Linked DNA regions of Zea mays: region 1 is linked to region 2. A link is a contact called in public Hi-C data. All regions are on one chromosome and are shown on one strand. Each heading gives the region's core, a stretch centred on a gene start, on an enhancer-like site or on the middle of the called end of the contact. The rest is flanking DNA. Distances are from core to core; before and after follow the strand shown. Region 1 holds the start of LOC100193919 (Tetrachloro-P-hydroquinone reductive dehalogenase). Region 2 holds the start of LOC100273233 (putative regulator of chromosome condensation (RCC1) family protein).

Region 1 (5,338 bases), core at 1,208-3,707, 230 kb before region 2:
TGATAGTCAGGCCACTGTACTGCATTTTAAATGTAGAGCACATGCAGATCTTATGCTTACCTCAGGGGCGAATTTAGGAGTGTTTATCGAGGTCAGCGACCCTGATAAAATTTATAAATCATTTAGCAAAGCACTATTAAAATTCAAAAAAAATGTATTATATAGTGAAGCTAATCCTGATGACCTCGACGATATGTTTGGCTAGATTTGCCACTGGCTTCCTATATGGTCATATCTAAAATGCCAATCAGTATCAAAGCCTGCATTTAGAATGGAAAAGAAAATATCAGAGTGTCATAGAACTTGCACTTAAGTATGATAGGAGTGGGCTGAAAGGATAGATAGAACATACCTTGTGCATTAGAGTATCAGGGATAACCTCCCTTAAAAGCAATTAGAAGATAGAAGGAAAAAAGACATAATAACTTGGTGAAGTTATAAATTAGGGAAACAATTAGACAATGCCAAAATCACAAGCTAACAACAATTTATTTTAGACATGAATTGGACTAGAACAAGTGATAAATCCAAAATATATACTTAGTCCTATTCTGTATACAGTTCTATAACCTTCATTTTTGCATCCAACATGAAGCAGAAATATATAATCAAACAAACATATTGATTTTACAGGTAAAAATGAACTCAAGACCACAAAAAGGCACATGGAAGATATACAGTTTATTTTTTAACCGAAACTCACTATACATGTCAGTTCACAAGGTACTGATTCAGATATTTCATCCGCCGAACTATCTAGTACTTCCTGAACAGGGTTCGAACACAAAGGAAGAAAGATGTCTTGAAGAGAGTCCGGTACTTCTTCCACCCACTAAAGTATCTGCCAATGGTAATCTTGTAGCTTGGCCGTAGCTTCACCAAATTGTAGTACTCAAGTATCTTGGGTCTGCAGTTGATGTACTCATCATCAAGGTCCAGAATAGTTATGCGCGCAAGAACAGGGACAAACATCGAATCAGCAGGTGAGAATTCATCGCCAGCGAGATATTTGGTCTTGCCGAGCTGAGCTTCGACATCATCAAGGAGTTTGCTTAGTTCTTCCTCGCTTTGCTTCATGATGTCAGGGTCCTTCACTTTATCATCCGTCTCGTAAGCCTCACGGAGCTTGACATGATACATGCTGGCTAAATCAGGGGCTTGAGCCATGCGAGCAATCAGCACCCGCCTTATGAACTTGGAGACAAACGCACGGTGCTTGGCCGGGGTGTGCGTGAGGGTGAACATCTCAGGGTTCCAAGCATCAACTTTCTGCATCCATTGGTGGACCTCAGTGTTCACAGGGGGGATTTCACCACTTAAATGCACTGCAAGTCTGTCTATGTACCTATGACAATGCAAAGTGCATATAAACATTAGCAACAACAATAGAAGAATGCCAAGTTTCAGATATTTCCAATACATAAAAAAGAAGGGGCGTACTGAATAATATCGATAGCGCGATAGATGACATGCGCTCCATTCTGGAAGACAGGGAGCTTCGCGGAAGGGTTCATGCGAAAGAAGTCCACATTCATGTTTTTGCCGGTGAGTGGATTGACGTGATAAGATGTGTAGTCAATGCCCTTCTCTTCCAGCGCCATCCGTACCTTCTGGCTGTCCAGCGAATAGGGGTGGTGGTACAGCTGCATTGCTGTATTAGCAGCAAAATAAAGATGCGGTTAGTAACTTAGTATCAATTCCTCGTGACAATCATACTTTTCCTGTCCAGATCCTCGAATATTATGGAGAAACTTGCAACTCATCAGAGTCAATTACTGTCTGGGATCGAAATATATATTGCAATAAAAATAACAACAAAATAAACAGGAAGTTTGTTCGTTTGCTCTGTATATTTTTATCCACAGTTTATTTGTGGAATGGTAAGATGGGTACCCAGGCACAAGTACATCTGTTTGTGTCAGTCCTAATGAAAAAAAATAGTAGCAATCGTTAATTGGCACCGGCTTTAGATTGCAAAGCTGGCGAGCCCTACTATAACAGCCATGAATTATTATGAGAATCAAGGGGGGAACAATCCCTCTGTGTACTGGCTACAAGGAGAGGTGAAAAGGGGAAGAAAACCGCACTTCTCTGATCTCGCAATTGGTCTTATAGCACTACAGCTACAGGACAACCGAACTACCGCAATCGCGCAACGCCACACACAACCGGATACAGGACCTGAAGAGCGTACCTCCCGAGTCCCGGCGAGGAAGCGGCGGCGGCGGCGGAGAGGGGAGATGGAGAGGCTTCGCGAAGGCGAAGATTCTTCTCGGCGACGAGACGCAGGCGGGGTTTAGGTGCGCTCGTAGTCGCCGGAGCAGTTTCAGTCGTTGCCTTTGCGGGGCTCTGCGGCAGTTTCAAGCGAGTGGGGGCGTGTGGTTGGATTCGTCCTCACTGGCACCTTTTCACGGCCTGGGTCGATGCAAAAGCTTCTTCCATTTTGCGTGCGTCCTCGCAATCGCAACGACACCTCCCTGCCTGGTCGGTGACCTGGGGAGAGGTTGGGCTATCCAAGACACCTCGCTGCGGGCCCCCGGGAAAGGGAACTCGCCGCCGACCACGGCTCGCCCGGGTTCGCGTTTTTTTTCCTTCCGCAGCGTGGCCAGCGAGGCAGAATTTGTAAAAACTTGTAATATAGATATCTATATTCATATTTATTTCTAATGTACTCGCACCGTTTCTTTTTAGTTGTCGCTGAATAATTTAATTTTGCACTATTCAGCGACAACTAAAACGAAACGGAGAGAGTATGTACTAAATAAATGTATTTAAATTCGTTTTCAGTTTTTATCGGGTTTCAGATCTATATTCAATAAAAATATAAAACTTATATATATATATATATACACTGTATTTATATATTACACCTGGGTGCATTCAATATAGAGAATGCACCCAGGCCGAACCTACGCGCCAGGAGCACCTGGTCCGAGCCAACCGCCCCACCCAGGCCGAACCGACGCTTCGTCTTCGTCCCTCCCGCACGCTCCCGACAGAATGCTACAATTTTCGAACCAGACCAGCAGTTGCATCTAGTTATATAGAAGTTGCAATCACACCAGACCAACAGTTGCAATTATACTAGACCAACAGTTGCAATCATATTTTTTAACAAAATTTCCCAGAGTTATTCAGTACTTGCAATCACATCAGAGCAACTCAGCAGTTGCAATCACACCACACAAGTAGTTGCAATTACAACACACCAGCAGTTGCAATCATTTTGTTTACATTTTTAACGGATATTTGGGTAGAATTATACAGCAGTTGCAATCACACCTAATGCGGGGTTGCAATCACACCACACCAGCAGTTGCAATTACACCTCTTTGTCCTGACACTAAAACCAGCCAACTTTGCATAGTCAAGGTAAAAGAGGTAGGCTTCTTCCCTTGTATCAAATGTTTGCCGCACCCTGGGGACAAACACATCAAGTATGTTTGCATCCTACAGAATAACACGCAATCATGAGTTTGCAATTAGTGGATACCCATAGTTGCAATCAACAGGCAACAAACGTTGCAACTGGAGTAACAACACAGCATGCAATGGTAATCAAGGAGTAAAAACAGAGACTCAAGTTTTCAATTAGAGGATACTCACGGCGGGAGGCAGGAAGGCGCGCGTACAGAAGGGCCAAGGGCGTGCTCTTATGGGGAGGCGTGCTCGGAGTGTTATTGCACCCTGGGTGCATTCAATATAGAGAATGCACCCAGGTGCATTTTAGTGCCGCCGTGTATATATATATATATATATATATATATATATATATATATATATATATATATATATATATATATATATATATATATATATATATATATATATATATATATATATATATATATATATATATATATATATATATATATATATATATATATATATATATATATATAGGGCAAGTATAACGAGAGCCCTAGGCTTCGGATATTAAAGGAAGCCCAGGTCGGTTCCCGAGGTCTGGTCGATGGAACATGCGCGCCTGTGTTTTAACGTGGGGCTGAGAGGCGGCATGCAGGACAGACGGCGCCGTGACGCGGTTGTTTGAATGGTAAGGGAATTGCGCGGAATTAAAGGGAATAGATTCCACATGCAAACGTGATTACTGTGATACGTGGGCGCGTAAATTATGGATCTTGCATGATAAGTAATGTGCGGAAGGTAAAAAAAATGAAGCATAAGATGTTGAAAGATATGGCATAAAACCGAAACGGCATAATAGATGCATAAACAGTATATACCGATTGGCGTAAAACGTTGTGTCATTGTGCGTAAATTTTATATTATGAATTTTAGTTTGACAAAGACGTCGCCATAATATCGGGACGGTTTCGAAAATAATGGGGAGACCCTGTAAACGTGGATGCGGTTACTTTTATAGTATCCGAGATTTACTTTCATTCGAAAAAAGACCACTAAGCCTGCATAACTAATCGGAGTTGGAGATGGCCGGCTCTGGAGGGTCGCCGGTGATGGAAGGAGATGGCGTTCGTCTTGATCCAGAGACAGAGGGAGGAGTTGGTGGTAACTCACTGGTGACACCACCTCCTGCTCTAATGGGTCCTGAGATCGCCGAGATGAGCATAGGAGAAGGAGAACAAAGGGTTCGACCTCCTATGTCCAATATTAGCTCCAGGGAGATGGATACGCCACAGATACTGCGTTCACATGTAAGTCCAATCGCTGTATTTGATTATTGATTGATTATATTGTTGTGAATATATTCCATGGTACAAACAACAATGACAATGAAATAGCAGGCAAAAAACATTGATCCAACTATAGTGCCAACGGTAGGGATGACTTTCAAGAGTGTTGATGATGCATATAAATTCTATAAAAGGTATGCATATGAAGTTGGATTTCCACTGAAGAAATACAGAGAGAAGACATTCAGTAAGTGGATAAATTGTTCACGTGAAGGTAAAAGTGCAGCAAAATCAAATGATACACCTAGGATGAGGAATAGATCATCGGGGCGTACGCAATGCAAAGCTGGAATAAAATTAAAAAAAATATATGATGATGAAAACAAAATGGTTGTAGCTACAAAAATTGAACTGGTAAACTTGGAGCATAACCATGAGTTCATAACTGACGAAGCAGAGAAACAACATTTACGTGCAACAAAATTAGGGATGCTGAATTCATAAATTTTGTAGATGCAATGCATGATAGCCGAGTGCCGCAGCATTGCATAGTTGATTTTATATCAGAAATGCATGATGGGCCGGAGAACGTACCGGTAACTGCTCAAGATCTGAAAAACATGTAAGCAATACTTTTTTGTTACATGTGTATATATCAATAGCCATGAATATTACTATAGTAA
Region 2 (5,417 bases), core at 1,140-3,639:
TATGTACTCATGTTTATAGACCTATAACCTTTCTTCAGAAGAAGCTCAAAGGAAGTGACTTGATTGTCAAATTATGAATGAAGAATGACATGAGTATTTGGTGAAGAGTGATCAACATATCCACTTCTGGAAGTTGAATTTTGAAGACATTTGAAGTCCTAAGGCATTTCTAGAAATTGTTTATTTGGAAATTTGAATTAGTGAAAATTTTGAATTCCTAAGACTAGCTTTATTGGCTGGATGTGTTGTTAACTGTGTGTGAAAATAACCAGTATAAAGTTGTTGTTTGAAACCTATTATTTGTGCTAGCACAAAGCTGGTAGTTTTATTTGCTGTTCAACAAGACATGTAAAGCCGCTAGCTTTATTGGCTGTCTGTGCTGTCAACTGTGTGTGAAAATATCCAGTATAAAGTTGTTGTTTAGAACATGTTATTTGTGCTAGCACAAAGCTGATAGCTTTATTTCTGTTCAGCAAGACATGTATATGAACCTCTGCAGCTGAAGTTGGCTTCGATCGGTACGGTTGCCCAATTTCGCTGCTATGTGCTCTACTAGTAGCACATGTTTGCTCCTATGTGCGGCTGCTAGACTTTATTACCTCTAGGACCATCCAAACAACGTAAAGAAAATGGAAAACGTTACCAGGTTTATCCAAACAATTGGCGTTTTTCATTTTCATGGTAATAGATACCACTCTTATTTAATTACATTAACGTTACCATTACAAGTGCTCAACCAAACGCTACATAAAGTTTACCCATAAACATTGTAAACTGCACTATTTTCAGAGTGGAGTTTAAATATGAATATATATACGGATATGAGTAAGCTGTTGGAGATAGTCTAATGCCACCGTGGTTTGGTGCACTCTACGGTCTACATTCCTGCTCCCGTGAACCTGTGACAGACTTGTCTAATTGTTTTTTCTATCTAAATACAGGACTTGCCAAATTGTTGAAAAGTCAAATTGTTGAAAATTATACCCCTAAATTCAGGGTGTTACACATAGCAAGAGCAAGATCATATGATACTAAAATATATCACTTGAACGATCTTTGTGAACTTATCTTTCCCTTGCCATTATATATACGTTGCCTTTATATGGTACCACCTCCGTTCTTGAATATTTGTCGCCCTCTAGTACATTTTTAACTAAAACATGATAAATAAAAAACGGAAGGAGTATTATCAATTATAGACTTAATCTTCTTTCTAACTCTATAATCCACTTCCTTTTTGGACCATCTCTCAAATCTAAACCCCCTGTCTATGTGTACCACTTGCAATATACCATTAGGCCGACTCCAGCACTTTATCCTAAAGTTTACCCATAAACACTATAACCTGCAATATTTTTAGAGTCGGGTTTAAATATGAATATATATATATGGATATGAGTAAGGTGTTGGAGATAGTCTAATGGCACCGTGGTTTGGTTCACTCTACGGTCTACACTCCTGCTCCCGTGAACCTGTGACAGACTTGTCTAATTGTTTTTTTCTATCTAAATACAGGACTTGCTAAATTGTTGAAAAGTCATATGTCTTGACTAGCAAGCACGGAATTGGAGTTGGAAAAAACGGGAGGCAAGGACCACGGGTCGGGCGTAATGGAATGGACCTCTGGCAGTAGCGCCAGTACGTCCACTTGCACAACTCGGTCCATCGTTTTTATTTCCAGCGAGCGATACGATACCATGCAAATGGAACAAATTGATCAACAAACAACACATCGCCGGTCCATAATGAGGTGGAGAGATCCAGGTCCTGCTCCTGCCTGCCTTTGCCTTTGCCTTTGTAGCGAGTATATCACTAGCACCACAGAGCTCTGGGCTCTGCCTCAAATCCCTGGTCCTGCAACCGAAAAACCGGTGCGATTCCGAGCCGTTTTCTCCGGAGAAACGAAAGCGGCCGGAGCCCGGAGAGACGAGCCGGGCCGAGCTGAATTAAAAACTCAGATAAGTTGGTGAAGGCGACGTTGCGCGCTCTGGTCTCTTCGCTCCGGGAGCAAAACGAGTGGCCCTGCTGCGCTCCTCCTGCCGCCCCTCCAGACGCCCGGACCCGTCCCGCCACCTACACAATGACAGCAGGCCCCGCAGAGACGCGGCCCCGCGAGTAAGGGGAGCACTCTGGCCGCCGTCGACGTCGTCGTCGTCCACCTCTCCCCGCTCCTCCTTAATGACGTGCTAATCAGCGAGCTTAACCCACTGGCTCGGGCGAGCGCCAGTGCCTTTGCTAGCGCACAGGCACAGCGGCGCACGGCGCGGGCGGGGCGGCATTCGCGTGCGTCTCGCCGTCTCGTCACATGGTGGTGAGGGTGGGCCGGTGGGGCTTGTACGCTAGCCATTAATACGGCAGGTCGCCCATCCCATCCCATCGCGGCCGCCGCGCCCGCCGGTCTCCACCCCTCCCCCCACCCCCTGCTTAAAATCCCGCGTCCCGGTCGCGCACCCCACTCCGCCTCCGCTCCCCGCTCGCCGCCGCGATTGCTGGATTGGCTGCCGCCAGCGCCCCGGTGCTAGCTCCCGTTCCTCGCGGTGGTCACTGGACTAGCCTGGACGCCGCGGCCCGCCGCCTGGTCGAAGAGATGGACTCGGTCATGGCCGCCCCCGACTCGCCGCCGCAGACTGTCGTGCTCGTCTCTGCCGGCGCCAGCCACTCCGTCGCGCTCCTCAGTAAGCCATGCCGCCTAGACTAGGCATTCCGTCGAGCACGACCGTCACTTGTTGCTTGCTTGCGCTTTTCGCTGACAAGTGGCCGCCCCCCCTTGCTTTTCTTTTGTGTGTCTGCTTGCCAGCGGGCAATGTCCTGTGCTCGTGGGGCAGGGGCGAGGACGGGCAGCTCGGCCACGGCGACGCGGAGGACCGGCTCGTGCCCACGGTGCTTAGCGGCTTCGACGCGCCCGCGATCACGTCCGTCATCTGCGGCGCCGACCACACCACCGCCTACTCCGAGGACGAGCTGCAGGTCTACAGCTGGGGCTGGGGAGACTTTGGGAGGCTGGGGCACGGCAACTCCAGCGACGTCTTCACGCCCCAGCCTGTCAAGGCGCTGCAGGGGCTCAAGATCAAACAGATTGCCTGCGGGGACAGCCATTGTCTTGCCGTCACCATGGCCGGAGAAGTGCAGAGGTGAGCATGTTATAACTTGTTGGGAGTATATACTAAAGTGTTTGTTTGGGATTATAATCTATCCAGATTATATAATCCAACAAATTTTGAACTAACACAAACACTCCCTAAGCCTATTCATGATTTTTTTATAAGCAGTGCTATCAAGTTTCACATCATTGTGTTCTGTCGGTCTTCTTGAGTTTTCCGCATAACTTGTTGGGAGTATATACTAAGCCTTATCCCTTCCTTTATTCGTATCGTAGTTGGGGCCGTAACCAAAACGGACAGCTAGGCCTTGGAACCACTGAAGACTCGCTGCTCCCACAAAAGATTCAGGCTTTTGAGGTAACAAAGGGGATAACGAAATCTTCATACAGAGTGATCTGGATCATGATAGGGAAGTTTTAGGACTACCATTTTGCACTAGGGCAAACATGCTATGCATAAAACATGTATGTAAAATTGTAAATCATGAGTAGCAAGTCAAAGTTTTTGATGCGCATCTTAATAACTATGATTTGGTTCACAACACTCTATTAGCTAAACTACTATACTCATGAGATATACCATGTATGTGCTGTCATTATGTTCCTCAGTAATGGTGATGTGAACGTTGGCCAGTCACCCATACCACCTTGTTTCTTCTGGAACAGAACTGTCACTGTTTGTTCAATGTCCTGTGCTAATGGTCCTACGTTTGTAGAGTGTTTGCGTGAAAATGATTGCTGCCGGTGCCGAACATACTGCTGCAGTAACTGAAGACGGTGACCTCTACGGATGGGGTTGGGGTCGATATGGAAACTTAGGTCTTGGTGACCGTAATGACCGTTTGCTTCCTGAAAAAGTATCTTCTGTGGAGGTAAATTATCTAATTTGGCCCGGCCTGTCTTTTTTTTCCAGTTTAGAATCAACAGATCCAAGTATCTGAAAGTCTACTAACACCTACATCACTTGATACTGCATGAAAATCAATCACATATTACAAAAACTGAATGAGCTCCTTATTCCTCACTTGGTTTCTGAGACATGTCAGCTGGGCATATGTTTAGCTGTGACTTACTGCTGTGACATGTTTTTCATTAAGAAGTTGAGTGAAGTACAAGCCTCAGAAGTCAAAATGCTAATCACCGGATTACCGAGTTAAGGGCGCACATCAGTGTTTACAGCAATTTATGTTACACATAGCACATTTGTGACCTTTCTGAAAAGGACCCTAGCTCTAAGCAACAGTCAGGTGTACTCATAAGAGAACCATCAGCTGTGTTTAGTTCTGTAGGCGTGGTGCTTGAGCCGCCAAACAACAGTCAGGTGTTCCTTTCTTTCCAGACCATCCACCTGACAAGCAAAAGCAGGGAGTCAAAATCACGCTGGATGTTGTCGTCTTGAAACATCCCTCGGTTAAAAACAGTGTCAGGGGTGAGTCCTTTTTGCCCTGATAGAAACCATCAAATGCATAAAATTCTTTCAGCTGATTGAAGAACTCTCTGTTCTTGTCTAAACTTATGCTGGTGATTTTCTTCGAAATCATAAGCATGGAGTGCATCCATTTTACCTTTTCCAATCCTGATAAAGCAAAGCACTAGCACTGGTCTGCCATCATCCAAGCACGGACCAGAGTCTAAATATTTGATTTATGGTTCAGTTGTAGGTGAAAAGGGCACTCCTTACCCTAATCATTAATAATAACTCAACAACAATGAGATGTCAAATAAGATTCAGTATTCCCTGCAGCTTTATCTTACTTACACTTTAAATAAGTTAACGGAACTGTCACAAAGATGTGGCCATTTAGGTCCTCTTCCCATAGATAGTCTTTTTTTTACTCTTTGTTCTGTTGTTCCAACTTCCAAGTTTCTGAACTCTAACGTTGCCCTTCTGTAGGGTGAGAAGATGGTGCTTGTGGCATGTGGATGGCGCCATACAATTACGGTTTCTGACTCTGGTAATCTGTACACTTATGGTTGGAGCAAATATGGTCAGCTAGGGCATGGTGATTTTGAAGATCATTTAGTTCCACATAAAGTAGAAGCTTTGAAAGATAGCACTATATCCCAGGTAAATATACCTTGTACAAACATTCCGTGACATGGTTTCAAGAACTTCATTTTCGCTTTGCTAGGATTTAGAAAGATGATGGTTCCATACTTCCATGCACAGGTTGACATAGACATACCTTATACTGGTGGCTTGAAGAATCTTTTTTTTTACATATTGGTATATGTAGTGAAGTTAACATTAAAAGTTTAGGGAAACCCCCAAACAAATGGGAATATATCTTATGCTACTTAGCCGAGAGTCCCAGAC

Evidence for each region. Hi-C and Micro-C count contacts between places; a contact is called where the count stands out from the background.
Region 1: a Hi-C map of tassel shows a contact between it and region 2, with 4 times the contacts expected there. The contact joins the promoter of LOC100193919 here to the promoter of LOC100273233 in region 2. A contact is called at or near these places in 4 of 25 Hi-C or Micro-C datasets (bundle sheath, ear, leaf and 1 more).

Annotation. Positions count from the first base shown.
Region 1 is chr2:51,249,370-51,254,707 of Zm-B73-REFERENCE-NAM-5.0, reverse strand. LOC100193919 (Tetrachloro-P-hydroquinone reductive dehalogenase) reads right to left here and starts at 2,457. Exons shown (of 3, transcript NM_001138991.1): 1 at 2,195-2,457; 2 at 1,441-1,651; 3 at 581-1,345. The coding sequence starts at 1,649. The coding sequence ends at 757.
Region 2 is chr2:51,020,171-51,025,587 of Zm-B73-REFERENCE-NAM-5.0, reverse strand. LOC100273233 (putative regulator of chromosome condensation (RCC1) family protein) reads left to right here and starts at 2,389. Exons shown (of 11, transcript NM_001147675.1): 1 at 2,389-2,675; 2 at 2,798-3,131; 3 at 3,377-3,458; 4 at 3,817-3,972; 5 at 4,995-5,168. The coding sequence starts at 2,588.